2 separate regions of the Mus musculus genome follow, and region 1 is linked to region 2. The links are chromatin contacts, called in public HiChIP or PLAC-seq maps. All regions are on one chromosome and are shown on one strand. The core of a region is the stretch at or near the end of the contact, and the rest is flanking DNA. Distances in the headings are between cores, read along the strand shown.

Evidence for each region. HiChIP or PLAC-seq counts read pairs in DNA pulled down with a chosen protein or histone mark.
Region 1: a contact with region 2 is called in an H3K27ac HiChIP or PLAC-seq map of extraembryonic endoderm stem cells. The contact joins the enhancer-like site here to the promoter of Crtap in region 2. A contact is called at or near these places in 11 of 115 datasets of contacts at active chromatin or transcription factors (embryonic forebrain, embryonic hindbrain, embryonic limb bud and 5 more) and 2 of 9 other capture datasets (adipose tissue and liver).

The regions. Positions count from the first base shown.
Region 1 is chr9:114,545,599-114,550,118 of GRCm38.p6, forward strand. The region is part of intron 1 of Trim71 (tripartite motif-containing 71); the gene reads right to left. Among named protein-coding and RNA genes, the nearest start is that of Trim71, 17 kb to the right of the region's middle. Within about 2 kb of position 2,268, at least 56 of the 459 cell types and tissues checked have an H3K27ac peak or open chromatin away from gene starts, as enhancers often do. A contact at or near this core is called in embryonic stem cells, extraembryonic endoderm stem cells and pancreatic cancer cells, where this site is marked.
Region 2 is chr9:114,388,996-114,393,246 of GRCm38.p6, forward strand. It overlaps Crtap (cartilage associated protein), which reads right to left and starts at 1,717. Exons shown (of 7, transcript NM_019922.2): 1 at 1,137-1,717. The coding sequence starts at 1,604.

The DNA.
Region 1 (4,520 bases), core at 1,018-3,517, 160 kb after region 2:
CCTCTGAGTCCGTGACTCAATGACCACCAAGTGCCATTCAGGCTGTAAGATGAAGCAGGGAGACAACACCTCCTGCCAAAACAAAGGCTTAATCCAGCAAGGCCCATTATAGCTCTGGGAAAGCCTCAAAATATACATTTACATTGCTTTTCCACTTTTCTAGCTTACTGTTGTTATTATTAACTCTGTCAATCCAGAGCATGATTTTTGTGCTTAAGAGCTAATAAAGACTTTCCCCGTTGGCTTAAACCCACATCTGAGCAGTCTTCTCTGATGAATACCTCACAACATACACCTGGCACAGATAAACAATTCCAAAGCAGGCAGTCTGAGTCAAGAGGGGTAAGAGGGGCTGGAAAGATGGCTCAGCAGTTAATTACTGCTTTTCCAGAGGACCTGAGCTCACTCCAATTCACAATGTTCTTTCTGTAACTCCAGTCCTGAGGCGCCTGACGCTTTCTGACCTCTATGTAGGCAGTGTTTCCACGTGGTGTGTAGATATGCAGGCAAACCATCCATACACATAAATTTTAAATTAAAAAAAAAAAGTGTCAAATGGTGGTGCTGACTGCTTTTAATTCCAACATTCCAGAACCAGAAGCAGGTGGATCTGAGTTCAAGGCCAGCCTGGTCTACAGAGTGAGTTCAAAGACAGCCAGGACTGCACAGAGAAACCCTGTCTCAAAACACACACATCAAAAAAGAAAAAAAAAAAAATTAAGAGGCATGCTGACTGGAAAGACACAAGTAAGGCGAAGCCTCCCGGCACACAGCTGTACCGTGATCAGACAATCAGTACAAGAGGACAGACCCTCACGGAACAAAGCCACGCGGAAATATAATCAACCTGACTTCTCACTAGGGCAGTCCAAAATGCTGAACCAGAAAAGGGCAGGTGAGAATCGGCCCGGGCACCTTACCCACCCAAGTCTGCAGCAATCTCTCTGAGCTATCAAGTCTATGTTGACACTGTGCATGGCGGAGATAGAACGTTCAGGAATTCCTAGCCAGCTGGTTTCAGTTGGAACATTATCTCAGCACTCAGGAGGCAGAGACAGGTGAGTCTCTTGAGTTTATGGCTGGTCTGGTCTACACAGTTCTGGGACAGCCAGGGCTATATAGAGAAACCATCTCAAACAAACATACAAAAAAAAATTTTTTTAATTAATGAACGAATAAAAACCAACAACAGAAACACACACAAAGCAACGGAACCCTAAAATCCTCTTCTGGAATGACGGTCTGTGGTCTCATGGCTCAGCTCAAGGAGAGGCCAAGGGACGGTGGTGCTGTAGCTCTGGGAGCCACAGGCAGCTCTTCCTTCCGGCCGCCTTGGGGGATGGGGGGGGTGGGGGCCCACATCCGGCAGATCCTAAGCATGGGGTTCCTCCCTTGCCTGGGGCACGAGTGGGTGGGATGTCATTGCAGATAACCCCGGTCCTATTCAAGGTCACTAAAAAGTCGAGTGGGTAGGGGAAATAAATGCTCAGGACCGCCTGCGTGAGGCCACCATACACACATCAAGCACAAGGCAAATTTACACCCTCCTGAACACTGCACAGAGGACACACATATACTAAAAATGAGGATAATTCATTGTCTGTCTGGAATTCAAGTCTATATTTGGCAAGGGGGAGCTCCCTGATAAACTGTGGGGACAAGTCACACCTTAAAGGAAAAGGCTAGGATTTAAGACAATCCACAACTTGAGCCTAATAAATGGTTGGTAGACCACTCCACGGGTATTCATAGGCCTTTTACTTAACCAAACGAAACCCAGGAAGTTAGTTAGGACAAAAGCTAACTGGTAAGTCTAATTTAGGGATGTCTAGAGGGTCCGGGTACAGCCAGGTATACCCACTCCTGAGGGGCAGGGGCAGGGCCAGACTTCTGTGATGCCACCCATCCAAGGCAAGGCCATCTTGTTCCCCACAGCAGGAGGCAGTTGTTCCCAGCCTTTGGGGGAACAAGGCCCAGATAGGAATTCCTACAGCAGAGCCTGCAGGTCGGCAGGAAAAACAGCAGAGCCTGAGGTAGCAAGGAGCAGATTGTCCCCAGGATGCTGGGCTCCAGGAGAACCTCAAAACCAAGGTCTACAAGCTGGCTGAGGTGGGGTGAGTCCCAGGGCGTGAGGGAGCAAAGTTCAGGAGGAACAATCTCAGAGGAAAACAGGCCCAAAGCCCTGGATTTTAATCATTAACTGCGTCTCGAGGGTCTCCTTTGTGTGCCTTCGATGCAGTGCGGTAACCAGGGCAAACACTCCTGCCCTTCAAAGCCTGGAAGGTGGGGTTGTTTAAACAGGAGCTCAGCATCACCATCACCACAGGAGATGATGCAGGGAGATTCCACCAGAGATAGAATGCAGGAGAGGTCTCTGTTCCTGCCTGCTGACTCTAGGGTGATCACATGTGGGGGGCGGGGGGAGTGTGACAGCTGAGCCACCTAGGCTGGAGGGGGTGGGGGTTGCACACCTACATGGTTCTCTTCTCTGAGAGCAGAGAGGACAAACCAGGCAGGCATAGCAAGGCTTAGAAAGGCTGAAGCAGGAAGACTGCTACAAGTTCAAGAACTCGGGCTGCGGGTCCCGGGATAGCCTGTAGGAGATTCTCTCTCAAATAACTTAATTAGCTTAATTAAGCAAATATTCCGTGGAACCCAACAGCTTCCGGCAGCCAGTCTAATTAGCTTGACACTGGATGAACTGAAAGTCTATGGAGAGGAACTTTAAGTGCCCAGCCTTTTCCCAGATTTCCAAAGACCCATCACTCAAAGGCTCCCGGGTCTTTCGGGACCACCACTGCTGTCTCTTCCCTTCCCTGGGTACCACCCACATCAGTCCCCCAAGTCTGACCATCACGAGGCCCACCCATTTCCGACATACTTATATAGATCCTACCGCTCAGGAGGAAAGAGTTACACAAGAAATAAAGCTGAGAAATCCACTTAGCATCCTGACAGGGCTGTCGAGGGAGCCTTCCTCCACAGCCCACAGCCAGGCTTCTGGGGTGAGAAAGGAGAGCTCTAAACCCCCCAGGAAGGAAGCAGCCTACTGTAAAAACCAGGGAGTCACATGCTCCCAACTGGTGGGGTCAGGTCACTTCCCCTGGGACCTCATTGCCAGCGGAAGGCCATTCTGAAAAGCATTTACAATAGCTGGTCCAAGGGAAGACTGTCCTGATGTGGGCGAGAGAGATGTCTCAGTTGGCAGTGTCTGTCTAGCCCAACCTCACCTTCATCCTCTACATGGTTTACGTTCCTGTCAAGAGGCTCAAAGATCAACATTTTCTAGTAAAAAAAACAAAACAAAACAAAACTGCTGTCGGCCTAGGTAACTGACCTCACACTGACTGCCCCTGCAGAAAAATATGTCAATACTAAAGGGAGCTCCTGGTTCCCCGTCCTACCTGGCCACCTCTGTAACAGCACACAAAAGCTGGTTTCTGCTTCTCTACCCCCTACCCAGTGTGGCTACTTGATTAACTTTTTAAAAGTATTTACCATAAGCATAAAGCACTTTTACCAACAAAATACCCAAGGGCTGCTGGGTAATTGTCTTTCTCTATTCTGGGGATGCAAGGGTTCCCAGAATATAACTCTGCTTGTGTCCCCTAAACACCTCCGGCAAGGCGGTTGTTGCGTGAGAATGCTTTTGATGGGATGGACTTCACCTCCAGGTTTTCCAGGCAATCCCCGAGGCATCAGCCTCCCAGCAGGCATCTGCTCTGTAGCAAACAATGTGCCCTGGCCATTTGCATTGTGGCCCAGAAACAGCAAGAGTTTATAATAGAGGGGGTGGGGGGAGAGGCACTGGTCTCCAGGAGACTAGGAGGCTTCCAGGTAAAGACATCCTTCCTGCACAGCAGCCAGGGCATGGCAACTTCCACCATTAAGACGCACTCATTGGGTGGGAGTAGTGTTCATGTTCTCCTGATCAAAATTATTTTATTGATCAAGGGATGCCTTTAATTCCAGTACTCTGGGAGCCAGAAGCAGGGGGATCTCCAAGTTCAAGGCCAGCCTGGTCTATCTACAGAGTGAGTTCCAGTCAAGACTACAAAGAAAAATCCCCGTCTCAAAACACACACACACACACACACACACACACACACAAACCCACCTCCCCCAAAATCTGTTTTAATTGGGTCTTGGAGATCTTGGAGATGGCTCAACAGGTGAAGGAGTCGAGTCTGTCTGTTGCTAAGCCTGGATGACCAGAGTTCAACCCTCAAGACAACACATGGTGGAAGGAGAAAAACAGCCCCCTCAAATTGTCCTCTGACCTCCACGCAATGTAAAGATAAATACAATAGAATTCTCAAAAAGAGTAAGAAATTGGCCAAATTACATGAGCAGAGAACTGGAGGAAGCCCAAACGAGCATAGGCCACACATACGGAAGGTACACCCATCAGCCATTTCTGGTAATCACGGAGGGTGAGGTAGAAAAGGACCCAGCATTTTTCTTCCCTTAGACTGGTGGCAAAGGGGACAGTGCAGAAGGAAATGGGCTACGGGTGGAGA
Region 2 (4,251 bases), core at 467-2,966:
TAAATGATCTGTCTTAAATTCTAGATGACAGAGGGAGACAGAGACAGAGAGAGGGAGCAGAGATGAACCTGGGATCTGCACACACTTCCCTGAGCAGAGGAGTTTGCCCCTCAAAGAGCAGGCCGCATTTACAAAGCCCTCCTTCCAGTTCCAAGTACTCTGCTGGGGCCCTGTGGCATATTTGCTACCTCAGCACAGGCTGCAAACAATTTTCACAGGAGCTGGGAGGGGTGGAGCATGCAGGAGGTATGCAGGCAGGAGGATAAAGAATTCACCATCAGCCTCCACTATATAGCAGTTCTGAAGCCAGCCCAGGTTACATGAGGAAAAAAAGAGAGAGTGAGAGAAAATAATTTTTATGCTCAAGATGAAGGAGGAAGGGCGGGATTTGGAGAGCTTTAGCAGAGCTCTGTGGCAGAACCTGGGTGAAGGGGACTGGAGCCATAGCTCAGTGGATAAGGGCACGTCCTGCCCTTGCAGAGGACCCAAAGTTCTCTCTGTTCCCTGTACTCAGGTTACACTGGGTGGCTCACAATCACCTCTAATTTCAGCTCCAAGGGATCTGCTGCCCTCTTCTGGCCTCCATAGGCATCCACACACGTATGACATGGTATACACACAGACACAGGCACACAGATTTCACACAGCACGCACGCACATAAAAATATAAATGAGAAAAAAAAAATCAAAGGATAAAGGAATGATGCTCGAGGTTGAGTGGCAGGGCTGAGCCTTGGGCTTGGTGGGGCTAGACCTAGAGAAGTGGCCCAAGGGAGGCCCAATATGGGATGCTGCTGGTGAGCGCTCACAAGGGAGGGTGGGGCAAGATTGGACCCTGTTCGGTAGGACAAATTTTGAGGGAGGGTGATTGTGCAGAGGGGGATGGTCCTGGACACAGGACAGGAGATGTGATTGGCGGGGCCTGGGTGGGCGAGGCTCAACTGGACTGCAGGCTTGCTGGGGGGATTGGGATAGGGCAGAAGTGGTTTGGGAGCTGGGGTCGGCTAGACCGGATCAGCCGGAAGGGGTTCTGTGGGCGGGGCTCGGGGGCGGCGACCTGGGCTCGACAGAGAGCGGCTCGGTAGAGTGGGCGGGGTTTGGCAGGGCGGGGTTCGGGGTGGGGCGAGTGCCCTTACCTTGAAGTAGGCGAACTGCAGAAACTTGTAGGGCTCGCGCTGCTGAAAGTCCGCCAGCACTGAGCGGCTGGGCTGCGACTGGCGGAAGGCGGGCAGGCCCTGCTTGCAGCGCTTGAGGCACTGCGCGCGGCGCAGCACGCTGCCGAAGAGGCGTAGTTCGGCGTGGCTGGCCGGGCCGGCGGGCGCGGGTGCTGGCGTGGCCGCGCTGCAGTTGCGGTGGCAGAAGGCCTCGCTGTCGCGCAGCAGACGGTGCAGCCGCAGGCTCACCTCCAGGTAGCCCACGCTCTCGGCCCAGTGCTCGCCGCTGTACTGGTCGAGCGCGTGGCGGTAGGCCGACTCGAGCGGCATCAGCTCGTCCCGCGGGAAGCTGCGGAAGCTGTAGCGCTCGTACTGCCCGCGCCCGGGGGTCGGCGCGCACCCGACACACAGCAGCACCAGCAACGCGGCCGTAGGGCTGCGGGGCCCCATCGCGCGTGGCCCACGAACCAGAGCCCCGAGCTGAGGACGCGCGACGCGGCAGGCCTAGGAAGGGAGGCGGGGAAGCGGGCCGTGGCCCGCCCCGTCCGGCAGACCTCCTCGCCGGGGGACCGAGATGGGCGTGCCTGGAGGAGGTGCTCAGCCTTTGCCTCTGAAAGGTGGAGGGGTAGGACCCAAGTGAATTCCAGGCCAGCCTGCGGTGCGTGGAACTCCCATCTTTGACAGGAAAGAAAGTTTATAATCACTTTAAGAATGTATGGGCCGCGCACGCCTAATTTCTGGTTCACCACATCCTGGTTGGGGTGCGTTTTAGTTTTCGACTCGGTCTCCTAGCTGTAGCCCAGATTAGCCTTAAACTCCCACTATAGTTCAAATTTATTTCAAATTTACATCGCTAAGCCTGCCATAAATAATAGGCTGCGGGTTTACAGGCTTCACACTTTGAATAGCAATGCTATTGACCTAAGGTTTTAGAGGATGTTGCATGGATAAAATTAGTAAGAATACCGGTGGCTCCTTGAATATCGTGTGACTTGTCTAGTTGAGGATATATTACGTCTTAGGATGCTGGAGGAATTTACCTGAGCTATATGATGAAGACAGCATTAAGAAAAAAATTCTGAGCTGGGCGTGGTGGCGCACGCCTTTAATCCCAGCACTCGGGAGGCAGAGGCAGGCGGATCTCTGAGTTCGAGGCCAGCCTGGTCTACAGAGTGAGTTCCAGGACAGCCAAGGCTACACAGAGAAACCCTGTCTTGAAAAAAAAAATTCTGTACACTTTGAAATAGTTTACAGCAAAGGTATAGGGATAGAATTCAAAACTATATATATATACATACATACATATACACATACCCTTTTGTAAAATATGTATGTATGTATGTATGTATATATATATATATATATATATATATATATATATATATATATATATACACACACATACATATACACATACCCTTTTGTAAAACTTAGAAGCTGACTGGCTCACCTTTGATCCCAGCACTTTTAGAAGGCAGAAGCAGTGAGTCTCTGAGTTCCGGAGCAGCCTAGGCTACACAATGAGACCTTGTCTAAAACAAACAAACAAAAACAGAAGGTATTTAGAACTTCCGAGATTAGCTGCTAAAGGCACTTGGTACCAAGCCTGATGACCTGAGTTCAATCTCAGGACACTTTGGGAAAACAGAATCGGCTCCTCCACGTCAATGTTTGACCTCCACACCCGTGCTGTGGTACCTGGGTGCGGTTCCCGGTCAGGAGGCCAGGAAAACCAGGTTCTTGGGGAGGTTCCTGTAAAGGATTTATTACAACAAGAATTCCTCATTCCTTTTCAATACTGTATTTACTGTGCTATTCAATAAATGGATGGGCGTTGGGATTAATATTAGATCATATGACTGTAAGATTAGAATTGGAGATATCAGAAATCTGAATAAGGGCTGGAGAGATGGCTCAGTGGTTAAGAGCACTGACTGCTCCTCCAGAGATCCTGAGTTCAATTCCCAGCAACCACATGGTGGCTCACAAACCATCCGTAACGAAATCTGATGCGCTCTTCTGGAGTATCTGAGGACAGCTACAGTGTACTTACATATAATAAATAAATCTTTTTTTAAAAAATCTGAATAAATCAAGCACCTTCTCTGTAAATGAGAGCAACCAGTAGTTGGTCTTCTTGTATTTGTTATGGCCATACCTTATCTCAAATACTAATTAACAGCCGGGCTAGGTGGCGTACGCCTTTAATCCCAGCACTCTGGAGGCAGAGGCAGGCAGATTTCTGAGTTCGAGGCCAGCCTGGTCTACAGAGTGAGTTCCAGGACAGCCAGGGCTACACAGAGAAACCTTGTCTCAAAAAAACAAAAACAAAAACAAAAAACAAAGCTGCAGAGATGGCTCAGTGGTTAAGAACAGTCTTCCCTCCCAGAGATCTTGGGTTCGATTCTCAGCATGCACATGGTGCCTCACCACCTCATGTGACTCTATTTCCGGGCATTCGATTCCCTCTTCTGGCCTCTGTAACCACCAGGCCCATGTGTGGTACACCAGGCAAGCAAAATACCTCTGGACGCAAGCTTTTAAAAAATTAAAATTGTAAAAAATGGCTGAGTACTTACCTAATATGTGCGAGGTCCTGGGTTTGGTTCTCAGAACTAGGGAGGGTGGGTATTTGTCTGACCTACATTATGTAGCTGCGTTAAAACATCATGGCCAAAGGCAACTTGTACATAAAATAGTTTATTTGGCTTGCAGGTCACAGTCCAGCAGCAGCAGCCAAGGCAGGAATCTGGAGGCAGGCACTGACGCAGAGCCATAGATGAATTCTCCTACTGCCGTGCTCCCATGACCTGCTTAGCTTGGTTTATTTATCTATCTATTTATTTATACCACCCAGGACTCAGGGCTGGCAACACCCGCAGTGAGCTGGGCCCTCCCACATCAGTCATTATTCAAGAAAATGCCCCCAAAGACTCGCTAGTAGGCCAACCTGATAGGGGCATTTTCTAAATCGACGTTCCCTCTTTTCAGATGACTCTAGTTTGTATTCAGTTGATAAACAAATTAACTAGCACAGAGTTCTGCGGCTGTGATTAAACACTGGCCACAAGCAATTTAGAGAGGAAAGTGTCTATTT